3 separate regions of the Mus musculus genome follow, and all the other regions are linked to region 3. The links are chromatin contacts, called in public Hi-C and promoter capture Hi-C maps. All regions are on one chromosome and are shown on one strand. Each heading gives the region's core, a stretch centred on a gene start, on an enhancer-like site or on the middle of the called end of the contact. The rest is flanking DNA. Distances are from core to core; before and after follow the strand shown.

Region 1 (2,875 bases), core at 335-2,834, 680 kb after region 3:
TAGCACCAGCCTACAGTCAACATCTTCAAAATTGTAAAGAGGTATCGATTAAGGGGACAAGTTGCATAATTCATCAAACAAGATGCTTAGAACAAGACGTGCTTTGAAGTGTGGGGATTTACACACACCACAAAACAGGTTCTCAGCCTTCCTCACGCTGGGACCCTTTAATACAATCCCTCATGTTGTGATGACTCCCAACCGTAAAATTATCTTTGTTGCTACTTCATAACTATAAGTTTGCTACTGTTATGAATTGTAATGCAAACATTGTGTTTTCTGATGGTCTTCGGCGAACCCTGCGAAAGGGTAGTTCAACAGCCAAAGGCGTAATGGACCCACAGGTTATGAACTGTTATCATGTAAGAATATGTTTTTTAAAGCGTCTATTACATATAAATGTAACGGAGATAGTTTTATTGCATATCAGAATATGTGTTTATGGAAGTAAACAACCAAAACTTCAGGCTGAAATCCAGCCCTCATTCCCTCCCATGACATCTCTCCCTTATCCCCACCAGCACCTCCCCCTTCCGACGTCACATGCTCTGTTTTGTTTTTGTTTGTTTTTGTTTGTTTTCCAGACCCACTGAGGATACTTAATGTTGTCTGTATGTGCATAGATGTGGAATATCTACAGGATTGTGGGTAGTTCCCTAAGCCTTGCATCCCTTTTCTAACTACCTGCTTCTCCCAAAAGGTCAACAGTTGTCCATAGCACCCTAATGCCCACCTCCCTGTATCCGTGCTGGGATTTTGTCCAGCTTGATCTCACTCAGGGTTTGAGCATGCTGTCACTACTGCTATAAGTTCTTATCTCAAGTGCTCTGCTGCGGGAAGAAAACAGTGCTGGCTTAGTGTGATCTGCTGCGCCTGCCTCTTGTGATCTTTCTGTCCCCTCTTTCGGGATGCTCCCCGAGCCTCTAGGGGAAAGGGTGTGGCTATATAACTCCCGTTTATGGCAGGTCACTCTGTAGTCTCTTATTTTCTGTAGTCTTACCAGTTGTGTGTCTCCATGCGAGTTGCCATCTATTGCAAAAAGAAGCTTCTCCTAATGGGAAAACATCCTGCCTGGGTATGCGTCCTAACTGTCATTCAGACGTTTGCTAATGAGTCACTACCTCCAAACTACCGTGCCCTGGGAGCAGCTTGGCAATGAATATGTTTGAATGGTTCTGCCAAGCCTTGCTAAGATGCAGCTGTGGTGATGGGAGTGAGCTGGGGGTAGGAAACCAAAGAGTAAGAAGTCGGTGTTGGAGAGACTCTGCCATTACCCTCCAGGCTATTTGAGTTATACTGACATCTAGTGGTTCTTGAACGAAGCTGCAGGAGGAAGAACAACACGTTAAAGCAGAGAGAAGTCAGGCCTGGCGTTGTTCTAGTCCAGAAGATTCCGCCCCCCACATTCTTCTCCAGGAAAAGCTCTATTGTGCCCTTGAGGCCAGGGAGTACCTAATAGCCCAGTGGTCTGGATTATAGAAAAGCCAGTGTACTCGGGTTTTGGCAGTCACACCGGTGTACTCTGGCTGTTGCTGCGGGGCAGCACAAGGCTGCCTGGAGCTGTCCTTCCAGGCTGAGCACATTCTAAAGCCTCACGGGAAAGAAGGACTTGGGAGACGAGGAGGCAAAGGGGACACTGGTTAATAAGACTGGGGGAATTCTGGGATACACCGCCTGTTCATTTAAGGCATTGGTTCTCAACCTTCCCAATGCTGTGACCCTGTAATACATTCCTCATGTTGTGGTGACCCCCAATCATAATAATTAGTTCATTGCTACTTCATAACTGTAATTTTGCTGCTGTTATGACATGTAATAGAAATATCTGATGTGCCTGACATCTAATCTATAACCCCCAGATGGGCTGCAACCTAGAGATTGAGAACCAGTGATTTAAGTAATAGGGCAGGGGAGGTGGATTGGGGGCTGGCAATCCTGAAAGCCTAGAGAGAGATCACAAATCCAACAACCAAGGGTTATTATCAGAAGTGAGTGAAGACAGAGTCACATGGAGGAACAAGCCCAGTGACAAACTTACTGACCAGTCTGTCATCTCAAGTAGAAATCAAACCACATCTGTCCTACAGTCTTCCTTACCCAGGCTGACTGCTACCTTCAGCGAGCGCCATACTGCTCAAAAGGGGTTGATTCTATTTCAGACACGCCCACGTGCTCCATATTCCTAGAAGGCAGATGAAGCCAGGCAAGTAGTGTGACTATTTACACCACGGCCTTTTGAGAGCTTGCTACCTATTCATTTGGAATGGGGTAGTTTCAAATATGCACAGCAAGAAACTGGGAAAGACAGGTGTAAAGACACTGAGACAGCCCGATTAAAACCAAACGTTGGGTAATAGGATGCTTTCCATCAAGAGCAAACTTAAGCGCACACGTCGATGCTGTTCCTACCTCTGTCTGTACCATTGACATTCGGTATGAGCGCATCTCTGATACCAGCCCTAAGATGTCCACAAATTCATGATCTCGAATGTGTTGCAGGAGCCTGTCCAGGGCAATGAAGGTTCCTGTCCGTCCCACACCCGCACTGCAAAAGAAGGTTCAGATAACACGTAAGTCTCACAGGGCTTCTGCACTGCTGGAAACCAACTGGAGATCTCTAAAGCAGACAGACAGCAATGAAAGGGGGAACCTGTTCTCCCACAGTGCCTTGCACTTAGCTGGGTCCTGAGGATGCTGAGGTGGCTGGTGCTGCTTAGAGGCCACATTTTTTACCATCACATCATTCGCTATAGAGGTAAGGCTTTGCACCATTTCTGCCCTGAGCTCTCTGTTTTTGGAGGAAAGTGAAGACGGTACACTGAGCAGCCCAAGGAGGAGATGGTTCACGCTCCCCTTTAGGCAAGGATGCATATTA
Region 2 (2,700 bases), core at 196-2,695, 890 kb after region 3:
TTCACTATAACCTTGGGGAGCATTCATAATTAATGGGCATATAAGCAAGAAGTGACTGCTTAATGCGGAAACATTTGCAGTCATTAACGGGCTGACCTCCTCTAGCTAGGTATCCTCATGGTGCTGAAAGGATAGCTCCCGATCACCTGTGGCCATCCTTCAGTTGCTGGGGCAAGAAGGGAGAAAGGACTAGGAAGGAAAGCAGACCTTCGGAACCCGGAGTGAGGGGGTACCAATTCCCAACTTCCCTTCATATGCCAAGAAAACAGCTTAAAAAATAAAAACACTACATGCTTGAAGTGTCAAGATTTTGTTTTTCTTTTTTAAACAGTATTTTCCTTTTCACTTTTTTTTCTCAAAGTACAATTTTGAGCCACACGTTCCAAAGAGGATAGGAAAAGGTGAGTTTTATAAATCATATATTCCACCATTAAAAATCAGTGGCAGCATCCTGTTACGAGAGGATGGAACTGTGTAGAGTTTTACCAGGCATCCCTAGGTGGATGGAGGGTAAGACAGGGAGTGACCTCCTTGGGAGTTGAACCGATTCCTTATTCAATGGAGCCCTCTCCCTCGCCCCGCCTGGCCGGTGCGTCTAGTCCAGAGCTCAGCGCCCTGCGTGTGATTCCCTCCCGCAGAAGGCAAACTGACTGAGACAAAGCAGCTGTACCGAGGCTTCACTGGGGGAGGGCGCGAAGGTGAAGTGGCATAGGGGTGCAGTGGGAACCACTAAAAAAAGTGCCCTCATTTTGCCTGAGAAAGCTCTATCCCGCAAGCTCATCGCTGAGGTAGCAGAGTACAAAGGGAGACAACTGGAAGGCTCAAACTTCCAGATCTTTCCACCCGCAGCTACGCAGCCCACCCGGCACCGCTCTGAGGACAAAGCGTGTGCGACTGGCGCTCTCCGCCTGGTCACCGCACCCTGAGCGAATAGCTCCCCACGGCGGGATGGATCCCCATCTCCGAGGACTGGGGGACCCTACCTTGAGCAGCACAAAGAGCCCGAGCAGAGGTAGCAGGCGGCGGCCCCCGAGCGTTCCCCTAGGCAGGTGCCCCATCGCGGCGCGACCAGGGACCGGGGAGGGAACGGCAGCGCCAGCAGTTCTCCGTGGCGCTTACAATGACCAGTCCCGGCTGGCAGCCTCAGACTTCGGGCGCCCGGGCGGCTCCGGGCGGCCGCATGTCGCCTGGCAGGTCGTCCTGTGCCCCCGGATGGATCGCTCTCCTCTTCTGTGCCCGAGTCCTGCTAGAACGTGCTTGGAGCCGGCGTTGTTTAATGGCTAAGGATGGAGAGGGTGGGGATGGCAGTGGGCGAGGCTCTGCGCCACAGCTACAGCGGTTGCCACGGGAGGCAGGGGTCGGCGTGCGGAAGGAGCTGCCCGAGCTCCGCAGGCAGACAACCCTCCGCGGCCCCCTAGCAACAGTGGTGTTCTCTCTCAGAGCAAGGAACTCCTCAAGTGCAGATCTTGGGTCCTCCCACCAGGGCCTGCCTGCTTCCCATTGCTAGGCAGCCCCCCAGACCAGGCTCCGCCTCAGCCTTTCCAGAGTCTCCTAGGAAGAGTTGTTTGAGGGTTTCCCCTCTCTCTTATCTCAGGCCCTTCTCAACCCCCCCCCCCCGTTCCTTTGCCCTTGTATTTACAAGTGACACTACAAGTGACACTTAATGTTTTCGAAAAGAGGAGTGAATCTCAACTTCTATACCCCCCGACCTCAGTTCAATTCCCCCATAGCATCCTATAATCAGCTAGGGAAACTGAATAATTCTGTGCGTTTCCCCCTCTTATCCTGCTGCCCACACCTAGCTCACAGTATTTTACACGTATTTAGAATAAGTGTGTAATATATTCTCTCTGTGTGTGAACACACTAAGTACTCTGAATTATCCATGAATAACTAACTAATCTAAGAATTTAGAATCACAAGCAACGATTTCCATGAAGTGTGTCTCATGTCTACTTATCTGTCTCTAGAGGTTTTGTGTAGTTTTTGAAAGACAACTCTATATTAAAAATAAAAAGTGGGATTCATTATATTAAGTCATTTCTTTTTATCATGTAAATGTCCTGGGTGGGCCCTGAGGTGCTGGAATTTTGTTTTTATCCTTCAAAGTGTGGTATCAGGTGACAGAAAAGGGCACCCTGGCGGTGCACTTAGGAGTGTGTCACCAGCACTCTGGGACACAGCTGAGGAATGGTGGCCTGCTATAGGATCAGAGTCGTGTGTGCTCATCTTTTTCTACATGAGGACTATAAACTAAAGGTTTGGATTAGGAATTTTTGCATGAATAGATCGAGGCACTAACAGTTCTTCAGAAAACAGAACGAGGCTCTGGGCTTGTGTGTGAGTGTTTCCCTTGCTGGCACCAAAGCTACCTCAGTACACAGCCTTGATGGACTTCTGTTCAGCGCCCTCGTGCCTGTCCTTTGTTGGCCTGACTCTCATGCCCTCCCTCCCTCTCCCCCCCCCAAGGTTTTCCCTGCTTCCCACTTCTGGGCCAAACTCGAGTGCTTTCTAAGAAATGGCTCCTCAGACCTGCACTTTCAGAGCCTTTGGTCTGATATGTTTTTCTTTTATTTTGAAGCTTTTGAAAGTGGTTTTCCATTTCCAGCTACATCAAAGAGGCTCCACAGTGATCTAATTTCCAGACAGAGATGCTCAAGTTGGGGCCTAAGTGGTACTCACAAGATGCCAGAAGTTATT
Region 3 (2,779 bases), core at 214-2,713:
TTCCAAAGTGTTTGTAGCTCAGTGCCTGGCCTGCTAGTCCACCCTCTAAGCCCTAGGCCCTCCCTCTCCCGGGACAATCACCATCACACAAGGGTCTCTTCACCTACCCAGGATGCCTGTCAGGAGAGAGCAAAGGGATGCCCACCAGTTGACTGAAAACAGCTTGGGATGAAAGACTCCGACACAGAAACCATTTTCTTCTACTTTGAAGGAAAGAAGCTTGAGTAGGGTATAAATAAGGCCAGGTGGTACAATGGAGACTGGAGACCCCACCTGCCTGTCTCTGGAGCCCTGTCATCGCCGACCTGTATAGTTCCTGGACTCACAATTCCATTCTAGGAATTGTGGGGTGCTGTTTTCTCATTTCCTGGAAGCTTCTCCTGTAACTCCTGTTGTCATATTTTGCCCCAGTGCTATCTGCAGTTGAGAAATACTCCTCTTTCTCCTCATGGGCCCTCAGCCAAGAAAAAGCAAAGTTCTTTTCTTCTCAAAACTGTTTGCCCTATCTGCATCAGTATTGTGAAACTTGGAAAATCTGGGCACACAGCCACAAGGCCATGACTCTTCAATTTTCAATGGATCGAAAGCAGCAAACACATTTGTTGTGAGGACAGAAAAGAGGGCTGCAACAGAGGAAGAACAGAAATACACACATGATCAGAGTCCCAGGCACCTTCCCTACAGCCTCAGTGGGGCCAGACTACAGTGGCCACAGGGGAGGGCGGCTCTGGGGAGTAGCTGCCCAAGGGCTGCGCCCTCAGGTCTTTGGTCATCAGGCTACAGTCACAACAGAGCACGCTCTGCTGCTCTGCTAAGTCTGTAAGTCATATGATATCAAAAGTACCAGTGTAAAGACTTGTAGAGATTTCTCTTGCCTACCACAGGAGAATCTAGAAAAGCAAACAACTTTTCAACAAGTTGAAAGGCCTGCATGTCCAAGTCACCCGGGACACTGTAGGGTTTTACTCCCTGGGAAAGGACAGAAGTTGCTGAAACCGCAGTGACTTCTCATCTTGTTACAACTTGCATGTATTTTTTTTCCCCTCCCCTCAAGATCAAGAGACCCTTTCAAAGGGAATGCTACTTGGGCTTGAAAATAAGAAATAAGAAAACCATCTCTTAAACATGAAAAGACTCGTGCTCCCAAGTTTCTTCTTGGAGTTTGAGAAAGGAAAACTTAATGCAGGAACAGAAAAGCACAATTCTCATTTAGAGCGGGCCACAAAAATGGGGGCGGGGGGTGGTCATTTAAACAACTAAAGGGAACAAAGGCTTTTCAAACAGGCACAGCCACTCTCTAGCCTTACACCTGCCACCCACCGGCCCCTTGCACCCACCCACTCCTAGCCTGGGAGCAGCACCGTGGCCGTGCGCAGCACCCACCTGAATCCAGGGAGAAGGGCTGCAAGTTGTCCTGCCGAGCCTGTGCACTTCTGGGACTTTTCACCAACAGGACCCGCGCTGGCACCGCCCTTTTTCAGGCTATTTTTCTATTAATCACCCCGCCTCCTGACCGTGCCAAGCCCCGCCTTCGGAGCTTGCCAAATCCCACCCCTGAATCGCCCCGAAACTGCTGTGGCTGGTGAGGGTCTTTCTCTGCTAAGGATCTTGGCAGTTCTGTTCCGGCTCCGGAAGAAGGGAAGCAAGGAAGGGGTTGCTAACTTTTATGTCGCTGGAAACAAAAAGACCTTAGTGTTGAATTTGGAAAACCTAAAAAGAAAATGTTTTAAGGAAATGTAAATCTCGGGGGAGGGGCTCTATTGCTGTGAATACCTTCAGGGTGCAAAGTGAAACCTGCGAAATTATGAGTCTGTTAGGCAACTAACTTGTTTCACAGTGACTTAGGAAAGTGTTGCAAGGGGGCAGGGTCGTTAGGGCAACATCAAAGCTATTGCACATCACAGAGCCCCACAGTAATGGCCAAGCTCCAGCTCTGAGAGCTCTAAGGTTGATAAGTTCCCATCTGCAACATTTCACTCGGGAACTTTACCAGTTTACACCTGTGCCCCACATTGCTCTGAGAATCAATCAGTCTTTCTCTTTTCTTTTCTTTTCTTTCCTTTTCTTTTCTTTTCTTTTCTTTTCTTTTCTTTTCCTTTCTTTTCTTTTCTTCCCTCCCTCCCTCCCTCCCTCCCTTCTGTCCTCCTCCCTCCTGTCCTCCTTCCCTCTCTCTCTCTCTTTCTTTCTTCCTTTCTTTCTATTCCTTCCTTTCTTTTACACGATTATTCTCTTTTTTATTTCTTCATTTTCCTCCTCTTCGTCTTCTTCCTCCTCCTTCTTCAGTATGAACCACTTAATTTTCTGAGTTTTAGCTGGGTGCCTCTTTGGTTTGGTTTTATTTGTCGTTTTAGAGAGGATTTTGTTACTTAGCCCTGTCTGGAACGCGTGGTACACACTAGTCTGTACACAAACTTATGACCATTCCTGCCTCAGCCCCCAAGGGCTAAGATTTTTCTCACCAGGACCCACTCTGATTCTGACTTTCAAGATTCAGTAGACAGTTCTATTTTATATCCCTTCCAAAAACTAAAAGGAATTAAGAAGCAATGTGCTGACCCAAGCTGAAGTCAGTCAGTCCTGAAGATGGTTTCTTTAAAGGCATGATTGGTAGAACATCTGAAAAGAGTGTTTGGTCGACCTTTTCATTTCAGTTGAAAACATTGTTCAGTTCCTCTCTGGGGCCACACCAGAACACTGAGTGCAGTGGAGCAGAGCTTTCTGAATTTCCTTGAGAGCGGTTAGTACTGCAAGGACTTAAAGAGCTCTTCATTTACACCAA

The links. Hi-C and Micro-C count contacts between places; a contact is called where the count stands out from the background. Capture Hi-C pulls out chosen DNA fragments and counts their contacts.
Region 1: a contact with region 3 is called in a Hi-C map of uterus, with 3 times the contacts expected there. The contact joins the enhancer-like site here to the promoter of Mgst1 in region 3. A contact is called at or near these places in 3 of 39 promoter capture datasets (the 3T3-L1 cell line, liver and pre-B cells) and 3 of 484 Hi-C or Micro-C datasets (liver and uterus).
Region 2: a promoter capture Hi-C map of adipose tissue shows a contact between it and region 3, with 2.9 times the contacts expected there. The contact joins the promoter of Ptpro here to the promoter of Mgst1 in region 3. A contact is called at or near these places in 2 of 39 promoter capture datasets (the 3T3-L1 cell line and embryonic stem cells) and 1 of 9 other capture datasets (adipose tissue).

The regions. Positions count from the first base shown.
Region 1 is chr6:137,454,255-137,457,129 of GRCm38.p6, reverse strand. Ptpro (protein tyrosine phosphatase, receptor type, O) reads right to left here. Exons shown (of 27, transcript NM_011216.3): 25 at 2,410-2,545. Among named protein-coding and RNA genes, the nearest start is that of Gm52924, 180 kb to the right of the region's middle. Within about 2 kb of position 1,584, at least 63 of the 459 cell types and tissues checked have an H3K27ac peak or open chromatin away from gene starts, as enhancers often do. A contact at or near this core is called in uterus, where this site is marked.
Region 2 is chr6:137,251,044-137,253,743 of GRCm38.p6, reverse strand. Ptpro (protein tyrosine phosphatase, receptor type, O) reads right to left here and starts at 1,445. Exons shown (of 27, transcript NM_011216.3): 1 at 984-1,445. The coding sequence starts at 1,058.
Region 3 is chr6:138,139,211-138,141,989 of GRCm38.p6, reverse strand. Mgst1 (microsomal glutathione S-transferase 1) reads right to left here and starts at 1,463. Exons shown (of 4, transcript NM_019946.5): 1 at 1,384-1,463.